Regions from separate parts of the Mus musculus genome. Here all the other regions are linked to region 1. The links are chromatin contacts, called in public promoter capture Hi-C maps. All regions are on one chromosome and are shown on one strand. The core of a region is the stretch at or near the end of the contact, and the rest is flanking DNA. Distances in the headings are between cores, read along the strand shown. Region 1 holds the start of Tro (trophinin). Region 2 has its middle 60 kb from the start of Gnl3l. Region 3 has its middle 27 kb from the start of Tsr2.

What was found. Promoter capture Hi-C pulls out the DNA fragments that hold promoters and counts their contacts.
Region 2: a promoter capture Hi-C map of stem cell-derived epiblast-like cells shows a contact between it and region 1, with 4 times the contacts expected there. The contact joins the enhancer-like site here to the promoter of Tro in region 1. A contact is called at or near these places in 10 of 39 promoter capture datasets (the 3T3-L1 cell line, cranial neural crest, embryonic stem cells and 3 more), 10 of 484 Hi-C or Micro-C datasets (the AtT-20 cell line, the N1E-115 cell line, cranial neural crest and 5 more), 7 of 115 datasets of contacts at active chromatin or transcription factors (cardiomyocytes, embryonic forebrain, embryonic limb bud and 3 more) and 1 of 9 other capture datasets (liver).
Region 3: a promoter capture Hi-C map of embryonic stem cells shows a contact between it and region 1, with 2.7 times the contacts expected there. The contact joins the enhancer-like site here to the promoter of Tro in region 1. A contact is called at or near these places in 8 of 39 promoter capture datasets (the HPC-7 cell line, cranial neural crest, embryonic stem cells and 4 more).

The regions. Positions count from the first base shown.
Region 1 is chrX:150,655,946-150,659,271 of GRCm38.p6, reverse strand. Tro (trophinin) reads left to right here and starts at 1,836. Exons shown (of 13, transcript NM_001002272.3): 1 at 1,836-1,927; 2 at 3,319-3,326.
Region 2 is chrX:150,955,539-150,959,380 of GRCm38.p6, reverse strand. No RefSeq gene overlaps it. Among named protein-coding and RNA genes, the nearest start is that of Gnl3l, 60 kb to the left of the region's middle. Within about 2 kb of position 2,285, at least 120 of the 459 cell types and tissues checked have an H3K27ac peak or open chromatin away from gene starts, as enhancers often do. A contact at or near this core is called in the AtT-20 cell line, the N1E-115 cell line, embryonic forebrain and 3 more, where this site is marked.
Region 3 is chrX:151,121,760-151,125,508 of GRCm38.p6, reverse strand. No RefSeq gene overlaps it. Among named protein-coding and RNA genes, the nearest start is that of Tsr2, 27 kb to the right of the region's middle. Within about 2 kb of position 1,773, at least 12 of the 459 cell types and tissues checked have an H3K27ac peak or open chromatin away from gene starts, as enhancers often do. A contact at or near this core is called in embryonic stem cells, where this site is marked.

The DNA.
Region 1 (3,326 bases), core at 587-3,086:
CTCCTTTTCACCCTTCACAACATTGCTTAGGTGCTGTCAATATTCTGTTCTTTTGCCATTCTTCATCATAAAATGTATAGTTGCAGGATAATTATATAATAAAGTTAGAGCTACTTGTCACAGATTTCATTACATCAAAGATTATTTGTATGCTGTGGTTAATTATTTTTGTATATATTAAGGTTCCCATTTAGTGACATACAGTTCTATGGGTTCTGACGAATATTCTCCTTAGGTTTGTTAAGACTTGTTTTGTGGTCTTACTCAGGATGTGTGCTGGAGAGTACTGCATGTAGATTTGAGAAGAATGTGTATGCTACAGCTGAAATGTTCTGTAGATGTCTGTTAAGTTCATCTGGCTTAATTCAAGTCCGACCTTTCTTTACTGATTTTCTGTCCAGACAATCCCTACACTGTTGGAAAATGGGTATCGAAGTCCTTTACTATTTGTTTGACTGTGCTCTATCCCCCATTCATTATTAACATTATTGCTCCATACATATAGGTGCTTCAGTGTTGGATTCATAGATACTTTTAATTTTTATATGGTCCTTGTGAATTGTCTCTTATTATATAATTCTTTTGTTGTTTGGTTTTCTTTTTTATTTTTAATTAGGTATTTTCCTCATTTACATTTCCAATGCTATCCCAAAAGTATCCCTTGGTTTTCTTGATACAGGACCTCACTATGTAGCCCTGGCCGGCCCCTGAACTCATAAGATCTGCCTGTTTCTGCCTCCCAAGTGCTGGGATTCAACGCCCAGTGTATAATGTCATTCTTTTTTATAATGTCTCATTTTAGCTTTGACTGCCTTTTTTTTCTGACATAATGGTCTCTACTCAGTTTGACATAATTGAATGAAAAAAAGTGAATGCTACAAATTGTTTCTTGCACTGGCGAGTAGTGTGCTACATCACAAGAGAAAGCCTAAGTCCTTGTTCAGAGCATCAGTAAAAGAAGAACATGAGAAAAAAAGATGTGTATGTATATTTGTATGTATATATATGCACATATACATATGATTTTTAATATATCATCTCATCGTAGAAGGCTGTACTTGAACTCAAGACCCTTCAACATCTCCCTCCCAAGTAGTGCTGGAATTATATCAGGGCTTTGTTAAATGCCCGCTCCCATAGTTTCCAAATAATTTTTTTTTTAATTTTAAGGAATCAGTGAAATTATTTTGAAATAAAATAGAAGCATGTAGGGATTTTTTTATTACATTTTTATTTGTAATAAATAAAGTGTGTGTACATGCACATATGTGTTTGTGTGCAATCAGAGCTGTGAAGACAACCTGTGGGAGTAGGTTTTCTACCTCCGCCATGTGGATCCAGGGAATAGGATTCATGTCCGCAGGCTTGGAGTGCTTTTACCGCTGAGCCATCTGACAGGCTCTAATTGATTTTTCTTACATCTACTGTTTAACTATATGTATTTAATTATTTATTACATATTGTTTAAATATATATTATATATATGAATTATTTGAGAGCATCACCTTAATGTTCAGCGCCTCTATCTTAATCTAGTCGTATTTTAGAGGCAGTAATGAATGTGACGTTCTCACAGTATATCACGCCATGTAATTAGTGTTGTCAGGACAGGCGTGGGAGCTCTGAGGTCATTTTCTTCAGGAGAAACTGAAAAATCAAATAGGAACAGGGACACGTATTGGGGAACAGAGAAATGAAATGGAGACTAGGTGTGAATGCTGAACAAGAGGTAGTAAACAGATGCGCCACACTGAGGAGACTGGGAAGCCGTTAGCGGGGAGGGGGTGGGGCGGGCTGGTAGGGACGGAGACCCCCCTCTGGAGGCGGAAAGAGGCAGGACCACTTCCGGCCAGGGGGGCGGGTTACAAGCTCAGACCTGAGGAGAGGCTTGGAGAGAGCAGACGTCCTCTCGGCTCACGAGGGCGAGGTGAGCTGAGGTGGCCAGCTTTAGGAAAGACCCCGTGGGGGCTTCAGAGCCGCGGCTTCGGGGTGACTGGCTTCACACAGCATTAAGGTTTGACAGGAACCTGGCTGGATTCGGGATCTAGCGGTTTCGATGTGGTGGGTTTAGAGGTGCCTGGACCCAATTCTCACTGCGTAAAGGCGGGGGCGGAATCTCCGGGCTACGGGAAAGTCTAGACTCAGTTTGGGGATGGAAAGAAGGGATGCAGACCTGGTTGGGATTTTGGAAAGGAAACATCTAGAACACGTTCTGGCTGTAGCAAAAAGGGAGGAGGGTCGAGTTCAGGAGGGAGGTAAGGGACCCGGATCAAGCTGAAGAAAGGGGGCTGGACCCCGTTATGGGCTACGAAAAGGATGAATCGAATCTGGACTAAGAAAGGAGCGACAGAATCCTCTTTAAACGGCCAGAGGACCAGGCTTGGAAGGGAGAAAGGACGGGCTAGGATCCGGGTAGCACTGCTTTGAAAGAGGGGATGACCTGGTAGGGTTAGGGAGCTGGGAATCATGAAGGGGTTATCCCTGTTGGATTTGAGGGTGGGGTATCAATGTTGCAGAAAGGGCGGGGCGGGGCCCTTGCAGACGTGGACCGGGGGGGGGGGGGGCGAGGGGGGATAGTGTTGGCGAAGGCGACTGCGGCGCGGGTGGGGGGGGAGGGGGCTTGAGGAGGGTGGGAGGTGCGGAGGACTGCGGAACCACAGCCTGAGTGAGTGGCTGATGGTTGGCGCGGGCTGGCGCGGCCGCACAGGAATGGGGGCGGGGGTGGGGTGGGATGGTGGTAGGAGGGGGTGGCGCGAAGAGGCCCTGTGGAGCCTGGGGTGGGGGGACGGGCTGAGAAATGATGTAGGAGGAGGAGGCGGTGGGATCGAGATGTTCTGTAGCTCTGAGAGCGGGGGACATATGTGGACATGAGATGGTTAGAATGGTCCTGTCCACCATAGCGCATGCGTATTGAGGGCCTTGAGGACCAGCTGCATTTGGAAAACCTGTTATCATGCGCGCGTGCGTGTGTGTGTGCACGCGCATATGTGTGTGTGTGTGTGTGGGTGGGTGGGTGGGTGTGGGTGCGCGCGTGTGTGCGTGTCTCTCGCTCTCGTTCTGTGCGCATGCGCACTGTCAGGTTGCGGTGTGGTAGAGGGTATTAAGGTGTAGGTCGTAGAATTAATTTGCCATCTTGGAAGCAAAAGATGCTGCAGCTCAGAGACCACATGTTCTGGGCTTCTAGATAGGCAAACCCAGAAAGATTTGGGGCCTAAAATTAGGCAAATTCTTTCACCCTTCAGATTTAGCAAGACTTCTGATAAATCTTCCCCCTTTCCACCCTCCTATTATCCTCTAACTCAGGCCTATTTCCTTCAGGCTCGGCT
Region 2 (3,842 bases), core at 1,036-3,535, 300 kb before region 1:
TGTAGCTGTATAGATGGTACTCTCCCAATCATGGAATTGAATTTTAGGACCTCTGCTCCCTCCGGTTGGCCCTGCTCACTCAGCCCTTGCTTGCTCCGGCCCAAAGATGTATTTATTATTATTAATAAGTACACTGTAGCTGTCTTCAGACACAACAGAAGAGGGTGTCAGACCTCATCACTGGTGCTTGTAAGCCACCATGTGGTTGCTGGGATTTGAACTCAGGACCTTCAGAAGAGCACTCAGTGCTCTTACCCTCTGAGCTCTCTTGCCAGCCCCTTCTGTGTGTTTTTTTTTTTTTAACACGCATTGTGATTTTTAATTTTTGTGGCAAACCTTACATTTAGATGGGGATTGAGGCTGAAGGATCTAAGTTCAAGACCAGACAAAGGAAAATACATTTGAATATCTTAACATGTTAATGCTGCAAATTATAGTTCCTCTTCCCTTCGCTCTGAGTTTGCTGTTTTTGAAAGCCTTAGTGTTTGTTAGGTGACTTTTCCAAACTAATTTTGTGAACACTGTATTCCTTATGTGTACTCACTGAAGTCTCTCTTTCTTAGTTGGTGTTTTTATAGAGATTTCCTAAACATAAAGAGCCAAAACACACATACACTCCCTCCCCAAAGCCTCCAGCGAACCAACAACCAAATTTACAAAAAATGCCAAAAGTAATAGAGAAAACTTATCTTATTTTTGCAAAAGCTGCTCTGTTTTAGGGTAGTGTTGCCTTAAGAGTCACTCAAGGTGATGGCCCAGTTCTTTTCTGAGCACATTTTCTGAATTCTGCCATTTATGTTTTTCTCTTGAATATTCCAGTTTCTCAAAGAAACCCACCTCAGCTTTGCTCGCAGACTTTAAGTGGTCCAGTTTACATTTTGGCTCAGTCTTTTACTCCAGGCATCTATGCATTCCTAGTTTTTCTCATATTAATTTTGAGGAATTCAATCTCATTTTTTAAATAAAAAATCATTTATTTTTTGAAAATATCATACATGTATATGATGGGGCTTTTCACTTAAAGTTTTTCCTACACTCTATTTTGATCCTTTTTCCTCTCCCCTCCCGAATTCTGAGTGGGGTGAAACAGAGTCCAGTGTCCTCTGTCACTCCTCCAAATCTCAGCAAGTTAGAACACAAGTGAAGGGTAACTTACCCAGCGAGTCTGCTTTTTTCCCTCAGAACCAAATGTCAGGCTTACACATGGGAATTCAGGCTTCTCTTTTCAAGACCACCTATGTACTGGGGACCAAGTAAAGATTCTGATAAGCTTTCCTATTCTGCTGGCTGGTTTGGTGTCAACTTGACACAAGCTAGAGTTACCAGTGAGGAAGGAGCCTCAGTCAAGGAAATGCCTCCATCAGGTCCAGCTGTAAGGCATTTTCTTAATTAGTGATCAATGGGGGGGGGGGGGGAGGGCCCAGCTCATTGTGGATGGTGCCACTCCTGGGCTGGCGGTGCTGGGTTCTATAAGAAAGCTGAGCAAGTTATGGAGAGCAAGGCCAGGAAGGAGTAATCCCTTCATGGCCTCTGCATCAGCTCCTGCCTCCAGGTTCCAGCCCTGTTTGAGCTCCTGTCCTGACTTCCTTCAGTGATGAACAGTGATATGGAGTGTAAGTAAGCCCTTTTCTCCCCAACTTGATTTTCAGTCATGGTGTTTTATCATACCAATAGTAACCATAACTAAGATACCTACCATTTTAAAATTGCCTTTTTAAATTCAACATTTGTTTAGTTGCTGTAAACCCTTTTCTTGGTTCTTAGTGCTTTGACAAGTTGGTTTCTGCTTAGTCTGCAGTGTTTTTATGGAGAAGTAAGACTTTTGAGGTGTCTGTGTATCATTTGGATAATGTACTGCCCCCACCACGGAGTATCTTTTCATATCAATTTGTAAGTATGTAGCATAACCTGTTTTTGTTGTTGTTGTTTGTTTGTTTTTTGAATACAGCATCCAGACTGGCCTCAAACTCGTGATCCTCCTGCACGTTTTAAACCAATGGACACAGAATCCCCGACAGTTCCTGACTCCCGATGGTCTTGGTTTAACAAGCCCTGTAGGTAATTCTGACGCATTACCCTAGGTAGGCCTCCGAGGTTTGTATGCATTTACAGAAATGGGCTTACTGCGGGGAGAGCTACTGCAGGAACTCTTTTTCTTCCCAGCACCCCATTCACCAGATGTTCTCCACTAGCTTCCAAATTGCATCAGCCTAGCGTTAGCCTGCCCTGGTGTTCACACTCAGCTGGCTAGCAGCAAGGAGGGCGGAGCCTCATCTGGATGTCTGGAGGAGGGGGCCACCAGGCTTTGGCAGGGTGGGCAGTCTGTGCTGTAGAGCTGTGGATATTGTTAAGATGGGGCCAAACAAGTAGTTGGCTTGGAGACTGTAGCTTTTTGTGTGTGCCACTGTCTTTTAGAACCTCGAATTTGGAGGATGGCCTTAGTACTAGATTTTCTCCATTTTTTTTTTTCAATTACGGGGAAAAATCAGAGGGGAGGCCCTGGGGCCTATGGCAGTGACGGTCCATCATTGGTCGGTGGCGAGTGCGCATGCGAACCACTGACAAAGACGTCATTGCAGCTGGAGGAGACTGTGTGAGGAAGGTGTGAGAGCGCAACCTGGTGGGGATTTCGTGCCAGCGGTGCAGACCACTGAGAGTCCGCCCAGAAGGACAGAAAGGGAGGAGTCTTGGACGCCAGGAAAAAAGCTGGGGCTGGGCCGGGGAGAGGTGAGCCCGCTGTCCACCCGAAGGCGACCGACCAGGCGAGTCGCCACCAGGGGGTGACCATGCCTGCAAAAGACTCCAAGTGGGCTCCACGCAGTCTGCACCATATGTTTTGAAAGCTTTTTTTTTTAATTTATTTTTTTATCCTACCTTTCTTGCCTCGACATATGAGAGAAAATGGATACTTGGTGGTGGCTTGGCCTTTGTCAGAGCAGCACTCAGTGAAGAACTGATAGAAAACAGACATATGATTAAGACCCTTGACTGAAAGATGAGACTGGCTAAATAAGTCAACAGCTGGAGGATAATTCATAAATGACAATGTTTGGATCTTAATTTTTAACTTCACAGAGAAGAAAATTTAAATGTCCTCCTAGCCAATCCTATGCCCCCACAATTTTTACATTGTTGCAATCAGAGTATACACATAGCCCTGTATCCTTAGTTACAGAATAATAATTTTTCCTTGTTGCTATAGAATCTCCACAGCTTTCATCCCTAAGCAATAGTTGTAGACAGCTGTGCTTAACCCTTTTACTTTTGTTGGATGCGAAGACTGCTTCCCAGTCATTCATCAGAGAAACAAAGGGCCCCACAAGGGATAATTTTGTGTTTAGAATGTTTATTTCTCAGGAGGGGACACAGATAAATGGTCATTGATTCTGAAGCAAAATCTCTGGGAAAAATACCATGAACATTTTTTTTAGGCTTTTGTCGACCCGCTTTCCCAAAAGGGATTATACTAGTTGACATCAGAGGTCAAATCAGAAACTGACTCTGGTGACGCTGGGTCTTGTCTGTCTCCAGGCTGGGTTTAATTTTCCTGCCCTGCTGCTCAGCTCAACTTTATTATTAGTCTTGACCTTTGGGGCAAGGCAAACACACACCAAAGGTTCAGGGACAACTTTAGCAACTGTGACAGCTGACATGAGCCACTGCAGCTCATGTTTCAGGCTTGAGCAAGTGGCTTGGATGAATTTGCTTCGCTGAGAGGGAATCTGAGATGACGAACAGGTTTGGGAGGGAGCAGATGAGATCAGTTTTAAATATGTTTAGTTCTAAGTGCCTTTGGGACATCTAAGGGGAGGTAGCTAGGAGACAGGAGTACATATGGATAA
Region 3 (3,749 bases), core at 524-3,023, 470 kb before region 1:
TCTTCACCTTAGCCTCAGGCATACTCTTCAGACATGGGCAAAAAATAGCCACATTCTCCACCAAAATACCACAAAAACAGTCTCTAGGCCACATATTGAAATTCTTCTCCTCTGAAAACTGTAGGGCCAGGTCTGCACAGTTCAAATCACTCTCAGTAACAAAGTCTTCCGTATTCCTACTAGGATGACCCATTAAGCCCTACTTAAAGCATCCCATGGCTTTTCAAGTCCAAAGTCCCAAAATCTACATTCTTCCAAACAAAAGTATAGTCAGGCCTATCACAACAATACCTCAGTCCCTGGTACCAACTTCTGTCTTAGTTAGGTTTTTGTTTGTTTGTTTTGTTTTATTTTGTTTTTGAGACAGGGTTTCTCTGTATAGCCCTGGCTGTCCTGGAACTCACTCTGTAGACCAGGCTGGCCTTGAACTCAGAAATCCACCTGCCTATGCCTCCCAAGTGCTGGGATTAAAGGCATGGGCCACCACTGCCTGGCTTAGTTAGGGTTTTCTGCTGTGAACAGACACAATGACCAAAGCAACTCTTATAAGGACAACATTTAATTGGGGCTGGCTTACAGGTTCAGAGGTTTAGTCCATTATCATCAAGGTGGGAGCATGGCATCATCCAGGCAAGCATAGTGCAGATAGAGCTGAAGGCTCTACATCTTCATCTGAAGGCCGTTAGCAGGTTACTAGCTTCCAGCAGCTAGGAGTAGGGTTTTAAAGCCTGAACCCATAGTGGCACACCTACTCCAATGAGGCCACACTTATTACAACAGGGCCACAACTTCTAATAGTGCCACTCCTTGGGCCAAGCATATACAAACCATAACAATTTCCCTGATGGCTAAGAAAATTGAATGTTTCTTTAAGTATTTCTTTTTTGTTTAAGTGGAAAGATCCACTTTGGCTTTTTGATACAGGGTTTTTCTGTGTAGCCCTGACTGTCCTGGAACTCACTCTGTAGACTAGGCTGGCCTTGAAATCAGAAATCCGCCTGTCTCTGCCTCCCAAGTGCTGGAATTAAAGACATGTGCTACCACTGCCCCGCTCTTTAAGTATTTCTTAAACCATTTGAGTTTCCTCTATTAAGAATTTTCTGTTTAGGTCTTATTTCATTTTTTAATTGGTTTATTTGTTTTGGTGATATCTAGTTTCTTGAGTTCTTTATTTATTTTGAACTTTAGTCTTGTGGAGAGACTTTCTGAGTGCCACTTGACAAGAATCTGACATTGGCCAAGGACAAGGAAATGGACCAATTGACAGGAATCTGACTTTGGCCAATGATGAGGAAATAGACTGCTTCACAGGAATCTGACATTGGCCAAGGACAAGGAAATGGACCACTTGTCAAGAATCTGACATTAGGCCAGACAAAGAAGTAAATCCTGGCAGGAATCTGACATTAGCATGACAAAGAAGTAAATCGAGGAGCGACCTTGACTTTAACCAAGGACAAGGAAGTGAGAATCTGATTTTAGAGTAGAACAAAAGAAGTAGGCTTCAGGCAAGATTTTGGGCTAGGTCATGGAAGTGGGCTCAGGTATTTTGGTTATTCTGACAACCTCTTGGAAACATCTGTCACAGGACTTTGCTTACTGCCTTGCTAGTTCCTTATTGTACTGCTAACCCTTAATATTTGCATGTAATTAAAATGGTATAAAACATTAAAACTGCCTTCAGTTTCAGAATTGACTGGGGTCATGCTACAATGTTGTCTAATTGTCATTTTCTTTTTAATCCTCACTCCTGCGAGGGAGAACCTGTCGCCTGACTGAACAGCCTTGGTCATAGCCCTCTATTGGGTGTGTAGTTCGTAAAATTCTTCTCCCATTCTGTAGGCTGCTGTTTTGTCCAAATATCTGCGATTTTTTTTTTTTTTTTTTTTGGTTTCATGAGGTTCCCTTTACTGATGGTTGATGTTAGTGCCTATGCCAATGGTGTTCTGCACAGAGTCTCCTGTGCCAATGAGTTCAAGGTCATTCACCACTTTCTCTTCTATTAGGTTCAGTGTATCTGCTTTGCAGGGCAGTAAGCATGGGTCTATTTGCATTCTTCTACATGCAGACATCCAGTTTGACCAGCACCATTTACTGAAGAAGCTGCCTGTTTTCCAATGTGTGTTTCTGCTCCTTTATCAGGAATCATGTGTCCATAGATGTGTGGATTTATGTCTGAATCTTTAGTTTGATCATATTGTTTTATGACAATACCATGCTGTTTTTATTTCTATAGCTTTGTAGCAAAACTTAAATTGGGGATAGTGGAACCTCCAGCAGTTCTTTTATTATTCAGGATTGTTTTTGATATCCTGTTTTTTGTTTATTTGTTTTTGCTTTGTATTGGTGTGTGTGTGTGTGTGTGTGTGTGTGTGTGTGCGCGCGCGCGCGCGCGCGCGCGCTTAAGAGTGTGTGTGCATGTTTCCATGTGAAGCTTGAGATTATCATTTCAAGATCTGTGAAGAACTGAATTGGAATTTTGATGGGAATTACATTTAATCTGTAGATTGCTTTGGTAGGATGGCCATTTTACTTTATTAATCCTGCCACTCTATGAGCATAGGAGATCTTTCCATTTCCTGATATATTTTTCAATTTCTTTCTTAATTGTCTTAACATTTTTAGTTTTTTGTTTTGTTTTGTTTTGTTTTCAAGACAGGGTTTCTCTGTGTAGCCCTGGCTGTCCTGGAATTCACTTTGTAAACCAGGCTGGCTTTGAACTCAGAAATCCACCTGCCTCTGCCTCCCAAGTGCTGAGATTAAAGGTGTGTGCCACCACCACCCTGCTTAGTCAGGGTTTCTATTCTTGCACAAACATCATGACCAAGAAACAAATTGGGGAGGAAAGGGTTTATTCAGCTTACATTTTCCTCACGGCTGTTCTTCACCAAAGGAAGTCAGGACTGGAGCTCAAGCAGATCAGGAAGCAGGAGCTGATGCAGAGGCCATGGAGGGATGTATTACTGGCTTGCTTCCTGGGGCTTGCTCAGCTTGCTTTCTTATAGAACCCAAGACTACCAGCCAAGAATGGCACACTGTTTTTGTCTTTCTGCTCCTTGTTCAGTACATTGTCATCTTGGACTATCTTGATGACTCAAGACAGATTTACATCTTTTTATGTCTAAACCTAGCCACTGTAATACAGACAATATTTATAAATATTGTCCAAGATTGTGTAAATTTGACATTTGTTTTTACTGTTTCCTTTGCTGTTTTGATTTTTGTTCTTTTTCTTTTTTTTTTGAGACAGGGTTTCTCTGTATAGCCCTGGCTGTCCTGGAACTCACTCTGTAGACTAGGGTGGCCTCGAACTCAGAAATTTGCCTGTCTCTGCCTCCCAAGTGCTGGAATTAAAGGCATGAACCACCACTGCCTGGCTGTTTTGATCTTTTTATTTGATGGAGTCCCACTTATTTTTTTCTATTATTGCTGACAACTGTTTTAATTAAATGTTATTAAGACCCAAAAAAGTATGTCCTTATGATTCTATGGATTTTTTTGTCTCCCCCTTTTTTGTTTCTGATTTTGTTAATTTGGATATTCTCTCTGCCTTTTGTTCATGTGGTTAAAGATTGCCAATCTTACTGATTCTCTTAAAGAACCAACTCTTTATTATATTAAATCTTTGTATTTTGTTTGTTTTTTGTTCATATTTTATTGATTTTTAGTCCTGAGTTTGAGTATTTCTTGCCATCTACTCCTTATGAGTGTAATTTTTTTCTTTTTGTTCTAGAGCTTTCAGGTGTCCT